2 separate regions of the Gossypium hirsutum genome follow, and region 1 is linked to region 2. The links are chromatin contacts, called in public Hi-C maps. All regions are on one chromosome and are shown on one strand. The core of a region is the stretch at or near the end of the contact, and the rest is flanking DNA. Distances in the headings are between cores, read along the strand shown.

Region 1 (4,555 bases), core at 1,493-3,992, 85 kb before region 2:
TAGCCTAGCACATAGGTGTGTGACTTGACCGTGTGACCTAAGTCAGAGAGTTACACGGGTATGGACGCGAGCTGAGACATGACCATGTACCCTATTTCGAATGCCCACACAAGCGTGTCTCTTGGCCGTGTGAAACACACGGGCGTGTGTACCTTGCACCTAGGAAAAATTTTTCGAATACTCGATTTAGTCCCTACTTATTTCTGATGCATATTTTGGGCCTCGTGGGATAATTTAAGGGATATGATTCATTATGAATGATTCCTGATATGAATGTTAAATGTTATGAAATATCTATATTTGATTTGTAAATTTTGGTAAGGCTCCGTAACCCTATTCTGTAGACGGATATGGGTTAGCGGTGTTACAACTATACTCTGTCTTTCACCTTGATGATAAACCTTGTTTCTGTGGTGCCAAATTGCCCAAAAAACAATGGCTAACCATTTGCATTGATCCTCTCTTATACTAACAGACGAATTTGCTAACCACGTTTTCCAACTTTGTCCTTGAATATTGGGTGAGACATCGATCCCCACCCATTGCAGGACACTTTTGATGAACGTGCAATCTCGAAAAATGTGGCTCACTGATTCTTGCATTGTACGATAGAGAGGACAAAAATTCATCACCAACAACTTCCTCAACTATAAATTGTCAAACGTAGGAATGTAATTATTAGCTAGTTTCCATATTGTAATTTTAATTTTGCTCGGAATTTGTAATCTCCATAATTTTTTGTAGAAATTCTGTTATAGTGTAGATTGTTGTGTCACTTCCCTATGTGATCTTGTCGCATCCCCATTTAGCAGCCACTTATATCCACTTTTTACTGAATGCACACTTGCATTTTCACCCCTCCACACCCTCTTATCTCTAAGATCAACTTCAACAACTGGGATAGTCAATATTATGTTTACTTTCTCTTCAACAAAAAGCTTTCTCAAGGCCTCCAAATTCCAAGTAGCCAACTCTAGATTAATAAAATATGCTATTGTTGTATAATTAATATCAATATTCTGAACTGTTACTTTTCTATGTCTAAGCCCTGGTAACCAAGCATTGTTCCAAATATTTATTGATCTGTCATTTCCAACTCTCCACCCCATGCCTAGTTCTAGAAGTCTCCTCGCACCCCAAATGCTCATTCAAGAATATGAAGGGTGAGAACCTAAACTAGCACTCATAAAGTTATTTTTTGGATAGTACTTTGCTTTCATGACACGAGCAAACAAACAATCCAGTTTCATAATTAATCTCCAGCCTTGATTTGCAAGCAACATTATGTTGAACTTTTTCAAATCCCTAAACCCCAATCCTCCTTGTGCCTTGGGCTTGCACATCCCCCTCCAATCACTCCAATGGATTCCCTTCCTTGTTTTAGAATTTCTCCACCAGAATTTACTAATAATACTTTCCAATTCATGACATACTGTAACAAGCAATAAAAAAACATTGCATTGTATCAACTGGGATAGCTTGTAAAATTGATTTTATAAAAACTTCTTTACCTCCAAGCGACAACTGACGCGCACTCTAACTTTCTATGCATTTTATGAATATGTAATTATTATAAGGTTAATACTAATTAATTTATAATTAATTAATTTAACAAATAATATAAATACATAAAAAATCATTTGATATAATTTATTTTTAATTATTATATACCATAATATAATTGTAATAAATTTTTATTATGTTTAAGTTTATAAAATAAAATAAATTAAAATTTTTATTCTACATATTTTAATCTTTTAATCCAATGTCTATAATGGTCATTTTTTTTCTCCTTGCAATAATTCAATTCACTGCTATAATTGAATCCAAATACATACTTAACCACTGATTTTGGTCTCACCACTACAGTATCCAATTTCACAACTACAATAATTAATCTCGCTACCAACATTATTTTTAATCTCACCAAAAGCGTCTATCCAAATGGAATATTTGAAAGCCTGCATAACCTCACACACATACACAAACATGAAGTTTTTAGATTCCATAAGTAGGGTTAAAGTGATGACAAGTATTCTATAAGATATAGTAAAATGTTTTTAAAAAAATAAATATAAATATAAATATATATAAAAGAAATGAGAGACACCTGACAATTTTTTAAATTTACTTGTGGAATTAAAAATACCTGTGTACCAAATTTTTTTAATTTCATTCGTATCCTTTGGTGTATTTTCTTTGTGAAATATAGGGATGACAAAAATTTCTAAACCCGACGGGTTTTGGCCCAATCTAATTTGATCTAATAGGGTCAACCTTTTTCTTTGAAATCAGGTTTCAAGGCGGGTCAATTAAAAAATTCGCATGCTCATAATAAAATTATGAAAATGCCCTTATATATAATATTGACAAAATTAATGGTTATCTATTTTAAAAAATAACGGATAAATTGATTGTTTTTGCTGACCGAACAACATGGGCAAAAGTGCCTTGTAAAACCCGCCTTTTGAAATACATTTAATACAAAATATACTTTTCTTTGATATGTCATTTTTGTTGATCAAATGATTAAATGTGGGTGTCTCGGTTGGAATCCTCTCCCAAAAATGAAAAAAATGAGAACGTCACCATTCAACCAAAAAACATGATATGTCAAAAAGAAAAAGGGTGCTCTTTTGCCTAGTGAACAAAAACAATCCATTTCTTTAAATAATGTAGGAAGTAACATACATTTTCGAGGATTTCAAATCAGATGGGATCAATAAAGGTATCTCGAGTCGAAATTGGGTGGCCCAAAACCGCAAAGCTGGACCATGGTGGCATTTTCGCTTTACAACGCGGCTATAACTTGAATTTGTTGTAGATATATAAAAATATACTACATTTTCTTGGGGGCTCAAAAGTGCAGAATACCACCTAGCAGCTTATAGAGGTACTTTTGACAAGTGCCTCAAAAACCTAGAAGCTATAATGCATGTAATTTTAGTGTGGTACAGGTAAACCAAGCTCTGCAGAGAATGTTAGCAAGAGAAGATGGGGTGATCCCTCATATAGTTCATTGGCCACATCTTCTTCATGCCTTCACCTGCTACCCATCGTTTATTTTTTTACAAAATATTTATGAGCAACGATAGATATTTTACTCTCTTTTTTTAAATCATATTTTTAAGTTTTTATCCATGTGATAATATTAAAATTTCCATCTATTTTGAGATGGTTTGACAAAAACACAAATTTAAAATTAGAAAAGATGAAAATTTAAATTAAAAACTAAAATATTTAAAAAAAATTGGAAAGCCAAATAAAGTTTAAAATTACTCCACCAAACCTTGGCTAAGAATTGTATGAAACAGTGATTTCACGTTATTTCTGTCACTTTCTAATAAAAGAATGACAAATTAAATTTTTTTCTCCTAGCTTTCAGCTTTTTTCTCTTGACAAAATTCAAATCCAACTAAAAATACTAAAAGGAAAAAGGAAAAATCTAATTTATCATTTTTTCTATTAAAAATGAATAAAATTATTATGAAATCACAGTTTTATACAATCTTCTTCTCAAACCTCTCACCAAAACATACCCTAACGTCTAATTAAGAATTTATGTCTTGCTATTTTATCTTTTTATGATCAAAGATTTTCTTTATAACATCGTTTAGCACTATATTAATCAAACAACTAAATGATGTTATAAAGAAAATCTTTATTTAATTTTTGTTAAATATGCAATGAAGGTTAATTTTTGCTATTAATCTGTATTTTTTTACAGAAGTTGTAAATTTAGAGGCTGTACTAAATTTGATTAATTGTTTCTTTTTAATTTTCAAATTAATTTTTTTAGTCTTATTCCAAACAGTAATATTCAAATTTATTTAATTAAATTCAATCATTAGTCTTGTACTATGCGTATAATTGTAGATTTGACCTTTATTCTCAATTGGATCATTTTAAGTTCCCATATTAAAGTAAATAAAAAATATTTATTGTTTTTGTTTGGAATTAATTCAATTGTTATTCGTTGTATATTGTTTAGAGAAAAGAAAAGAAAGTAGAGGTTGATGTGGTGGGGATTGGATCAATATGATGTTAAATCAAAGATGGAAAGTGTAGAACACTTTTTGAAATAAATAAATGGGTTTGAAAATTATGAGCCCAAAGGAAATAAATACAAAAACTTTCGCTCTTCATTTTCTTCAGTTCCTATCGTACAAAACAGGAAGCCCTTTTCTTTAACTCAATTCAACTTCCCGTTTAATTGGAGCTAAGTGCTAAAACTCATATTGAAACACATATGTGGTGGTCGAAACTACCAAGTTATTTTGTGAAACAAATGTATTTAGTTTATTATTTTATTTTCATTATTTCAATTTGTTTTTATTTAAAGTAAAAAAGTAAATCTATTTATATCTAATTAATTAATATTTTAATTCAAAATTAATTAGGTTTAGAAGAGACCAACCAACCTAGAGTCAATGATTAAAAGATCTGTCAATTCCAAGAGATTGGATGATGGAAAAAATTAATAGTTCTAGTACTTCTAAACCAGTTAGTACTACAGGATATATGTCATCAGGCAATAAATTGTATTTTAAAAATA
Region 2 (5,022 bases), core at 1,774-4,273:
CAAAATTTTCCTAACTTCACATTTTACTTATACTTACTAAATTAATAATATTTTCTACCCATTTGTCGAATTTAGTGATCTCAAATCACCGTTCCGACACTTCTGAAAATTCAGGCCATTATATTTTTTTTCTCGTCTAATTTGTGGTCCCGAAACCACTGTTCCGACTAGGCCTAAAATCGGGCTATTACAAGTTAGCATATTAATTGAATGTTCATTCTCATCTCCAGAAGACTGGGATGTTGTATGTAATTCGTCTATTTGTAATTCATCTGTTTCAGTAGATATATCATTTTCAGAAGAAGTTGTTTCTAATAGGATTTCATTTAATTTTTGTTCTATCTCTTCTTCTAAGTTTAAGTTATTGATTTTTCTTTTGATTTTACAATATTTTGAGATATGTCCTGGTTTTCCACATCTATAACATTTTATTGTTTTGTCAATTTTGTTTTCTGTTTTTTGTTGTTTCATCCCTTTTCTGTATTTTTATATTTAGGTTTTTTATAATATTCTGAAATATTCTTTTTCCTATTTTTTTGGCTTTTCAGGGCAACATGTTTTAGAAGAAGAAGGCTCATTCCTGATGTCAAATTGGTGGCAGAATGATCCTAATTCCTTTCTACATTGATATCTTTCTTTCTTGAGTTGTTTTTATAATTTTAAATCTTGACAAATTTTTAGTCCTTCTTTTTGGGTGAAACTAATTAGTTCACCATATGTAAGCTTTTCATATGGAATAATGCCTTTGTAATTTTCTCTTATTTGATTCCTAACTTTTTCTCCTAATAATGTGGGAAGTCCTGCTAGAAATTTTTCTTTCCAAAATGGTTGTTGGTTATCAGATCTTTGCATGACTCTAGTCATAAAGACATCTTTATACCATTTAAAATCGGTTAATTTTTTACATGTTAAATTTGATAATAATTCTGAATTTCTATCTTTAAGATGAGAAGGATCTCCAATAAAGTGTTTAGAGAATGAGAAAACTAAAGTTGCTACTGCATCTTGGATTTCTCTTCCTTGTTCGTCTAAAATAATTCTATCCGGCCCATTCAAAATAATTTTCTAACTCCGCCACATGCTAGGTAAGATAGATTTTAACCTATTCACAATTTCCTTAGTCAGGATTTTATATGGTACTGTGCATAAATTGGTGGGGCAAAATTTTAAAATAGACTTTGCATTAGCCTTATTGGGAATAGGATCAAATAGTGTCCGGTAAAAGAAAGGACATAGTTTACCACCACTAAAAACTCCCGGTATCAAGCTGCAAACTGATTGCCCAACCACATCTCATTATTTCTGATAGAACTGAGCATGTAATCCATTTTCCACTAGGCTTTAAGAGGTCACACGTCAAAGAGAGCTTTTTTGATCTCTTCCATTGTCATATCAACATTTAAAGGGAAAACTCCATAATAATAGCTAATTGCTTTAACTTCCAACTTATTTCCCTCGAAGCACCATAATGTATCTTCAAAGAAAAGAGCTCTAATTTGGTCCTTCCGTCTTCTACAAAGAGCTTTACTATGGAAGAATCTAGTATTACAGTCATCTTTTCCATACCAGTCCATCCGAGATTTTTGTCACCACAATAGCTCTTCTTGATCAAGAGCAGTCTCCAACTCAATATTCAAGTCTCGATCCACCTTTTCTAGCTTACAAGAGTGATGCCTCTTGAGTGCTGCTTATACACTCTGAAGTTTCGCTATCAACTTCTGTTTCTTGAACCGAATGCTCCCAAACACTTGTGAGTTCCACTGTCACAGCAGCTGCAAAGTGCTTTATCGTGTTTGACAAAGCTTTGTGATTGTCCCAATTTGCCTAAACTTGCTCATTGAAACCAATATGTGAAAGCCATCCGGAGAAGTAGTGAAATGGTTTAACTTTAGTGTCTCTGCTATGATTTAGAGTCTTCAGTAACAGAGGTCTATGATTTGGCTTTATTCTTGGCAGATGATACATTATCAACATAGGCTCCAGTAGTTCCCAAGCCAAATTACGTTATACTTTATCAAGACGTTCATAGGGGACCCTCCACTCCTTGTAAATTTGGGTCCTGTGAAACCAAGATCCTTCAGGTTATTATTAAACACAAAATTCTTAAAAGCTTGCAGCTCAACTTCCGGAACCACCCTGTGTCTCATTCTCGTGTAATAAAGCATTAAAATCTCCAAGTATGATCCATACTATCGTTGACTGATGAGCAGCACAACTTAATCTCTCCCATAATAGTCTTCGTCTCATACCATTCGGGATACCATACATTGTTGTGAAAAAGAATTTCAATTTATCAAATTTAAAAATGGACTAGAGTATTGAAGAAATTCATAATACTTCTACTATAATATGCTTTATATATACCACATGATTCTCAATCTAGTGTACATTTTGAATTAAATTTTTTTTATTCTTAAGTATTTTATAAAATTTGTAATATGAATTACTTTTATACATTTTTTTTGTGTTTTTAAACTTTTCTATTTTTTTCCTTATTTTTTTTGTTTTAATAAATAATGTTTATACTAAATATTTTGAATTTTGAAATTTTTTTTAACTTTTTTAAACATTACATAGCTTTAATCTTAGTTCACCAATCTATTTTCATTTTTCAAGAGTTTTCTATTTATAAAACTATTTATACTTCTTTTTTCCGAAAAATCATCCATACTTTTGAAACTTAATTAGCATATTATTTTATTCTATTATTTACTTATTTTTTTTATTTTTTATTACATTTATTTTATTAATCCATTTTATTTAGTACACGTGACTATCATGTTAATAAAAAATAACTATAAATGAACATTTCATTTTATATTTTATATTTTACATTTAAATTGTAGTACAAAATTTAGTATTAATGCAATTTTATTGAACAATTACAAATATTGTTAAATTTTTATATATTAAGTACTTTTTATTAAAACAAAAGCATTTAGAAATTCAATATTTTCAACAAAATTGGATGGGCCAAGGCCCAATCCTGTCTATTAAAACATTACCTTCCAAGGCAAATACTTGGGTAATTAGGCTATATATGAACATCTTGTGTCTCCAGCGTAGGATTTCCAGAGCGGCGCGCCTGTTTGCTGTCCTTAACAACCAGTCTCCGCGAAAATCCATTAAAAATGGAAGAAGAAAAAGTAGGAGGAGCCATCTTCAAAGACATAAGGCGTTATTACTGCGAATTTTGTGGAATCTGCAGATCTAAGAAGTCTCTCATCAACTCCCACATTCTCACTCATCATACGGTACCTGCCAATGGCTTCTTCTTTCTTTTCCCTTTTCAATTCAAATTGGCTTTAATTCTGAAGATTTATTTTTGTTTTGAACTGTGGGTTTGGTTCAGGACGAAGTAAACAAAGGGGGAAAGGAAGAAGAGGGAGCTTCATCGTCAAATACATGTGAAGAGTGCGGTGCTTCTTTCAAGAAGCCTGCTTATTTGAAGCAACACTTGCAAAGCCACTCGCTTGAGGTACTTTTTAACTTGTAATTAGTTTCACGGTCAAAAAGTTTTTTTTTTTTAATAATCCTTTTGATTGCCCAATAACTAATACTTTGTTAACTTAATCTTAGTTGATTCTTTGCTATCTGCCATATTTAGATATATAGAAGAATGATAGTTTTTGAAGATTTGGCTTACTCATAAACCAACTTCACGGTTTAACATGATTTTGGTATTTGTTTTATTTGCCTTAATTTTATAGCAATTTTAAACAATCATATGATAAGTGACTAAACAACCTATCTCTGTATCATGATGTCTTGTATCTTATTACCACCTCTCTTACCTGTTTGAGTGTAGGATACGAGTATATGTTTGATATGGATAAGCTCAATTGTTTTAAGTTTATTTATATATTTGGAGGATCATACCTTCATGCTATGCAAGACAAGGTTGCAATAGTGAAATTGAAGAGCCTGTGTAACATAGATTACCACTTATGATTTATGACATACTTTTTTTGCAGGAGCCAATTCATTTTATAATGTAACCAATGGATGTTATAGCGTGAAGCATTGGATCCCACAAAAAGAACTCCAAAATGCGAGAGGCTAAATTGTTGTAACTTGAATGGACCAGTATCAGGTTGGGAGACCTCCTGAGAAGCTCCATCAAGTGAGCCTCAATCACGCGGTGTGGTATACTTTTGAGGTTTGAAGACTTGTTAATGTGCATGCATGCATCAATATTGGTTGCTATGTACTAGTAATTCTAATAATCTTTCTTTTGTTACAGAGGCCATTTGTTTGTTTGGTTGAAGATTGTCATGCTAGCTACAGGAGGAAAGACCACTTGACTCGCCACCTTCTTCAGCACCAAGGAAAACTCTTTAAGTGTCTGATTGAGAATTGCAATAGAGAATTTGCATTTCAAGGCAATATGAAAAGGCATTTAAAAGAGTTTCATGATGAAGAGTCATCTGACTTGGATGCTGGAAGTCAGAAGCAATATGTCTGCCAAGAAGTAGGATGTGGAAAGGTGTTCGAATTTAAGTCAAAGCTTAAAAAGCACGAGGATTCTCATGGCAAGTTTCTTTTCGTTTACAGATTTCAAATTTGTAGCAAAGTGTCTTATTTCATGTTTCTAAAACTGAGTGGCATTCATAATATAATATCTTAATTCATTTTAATCTTATATTCCTTATTTTTAAAAAAGAAAAAGAAAAAGAAAACAGGCATGCACTCTTTGATTGAATTGTAGTAGTCAACATGTTGTCTGATGAATGCCTTAATTGTTATAGTTAAGCTGGATTCAGTGGAAGCCTTCTGTTCTGAACCAGGTTGCATGAAGTATTTTACTAACGAGCAATGCCTTAAGGCTCATGTGCTATCTAGCCATGCATATATTAACTGTCAAATATGTGGAGCAAAGCAGCTGAAAAAGAACATCAAGAGACACCTCCGATCACATGAACCAGGAGGGGTTGAATCAGAGAGAATTAAGTGTAATTTTGAGGGTTGTCTTCATACATTTTCAAATGTAAGATGTTGTGAACCTTGGATTAATTTACACAT

The links. A called contact is a pair of places that touch in the nucleus more often than the background predicts.
Region 1: a contact with region 2 is called in a Hi-C map of leaf, with 4 times the contacts expected there. The contact joins the enhancer-like site here to the promoter of LOC107904894 in region 2. A contact is called at or near these places in 4 of 34 Hi-C or Micro-C datasets (callus, hypocotyl and leaf).

The regions. Positions count from the first base shown.
Region 1 is chrD05:27,437,803-27,442,357 of Gossypium_hirsutum_v2.1, reverse strand. No RefSeq gene overlaps it. Among protein-coding and RNA genes, the nearest start is that of LOC107904889, 18 kb to the left of the region's middle. Within about 2 kb of position 2,742, at least 5 of the 9 cell types and tissues checked have an H3K27ac peak or open chromatin away from gene starts, as enhancers often do. A contact at or near this core is called in hypocotyl and leaf, where this site is marked.
Region 2 is chrD05:27,352,175-27,357,196 of Gossypium_hirsutum_v2.1, reverse strand. LOC107904894 (transcription factor IIIA) reads left to right here and starts at 3,023. Exons shown (of 6, transcript XM_016831409.2): 1 at 3,023-3,254; 2 at 3,353-3,478; 3 at 4,244-4,532; 4 at 4,788-4,987. The coding sequence starts at 3,132.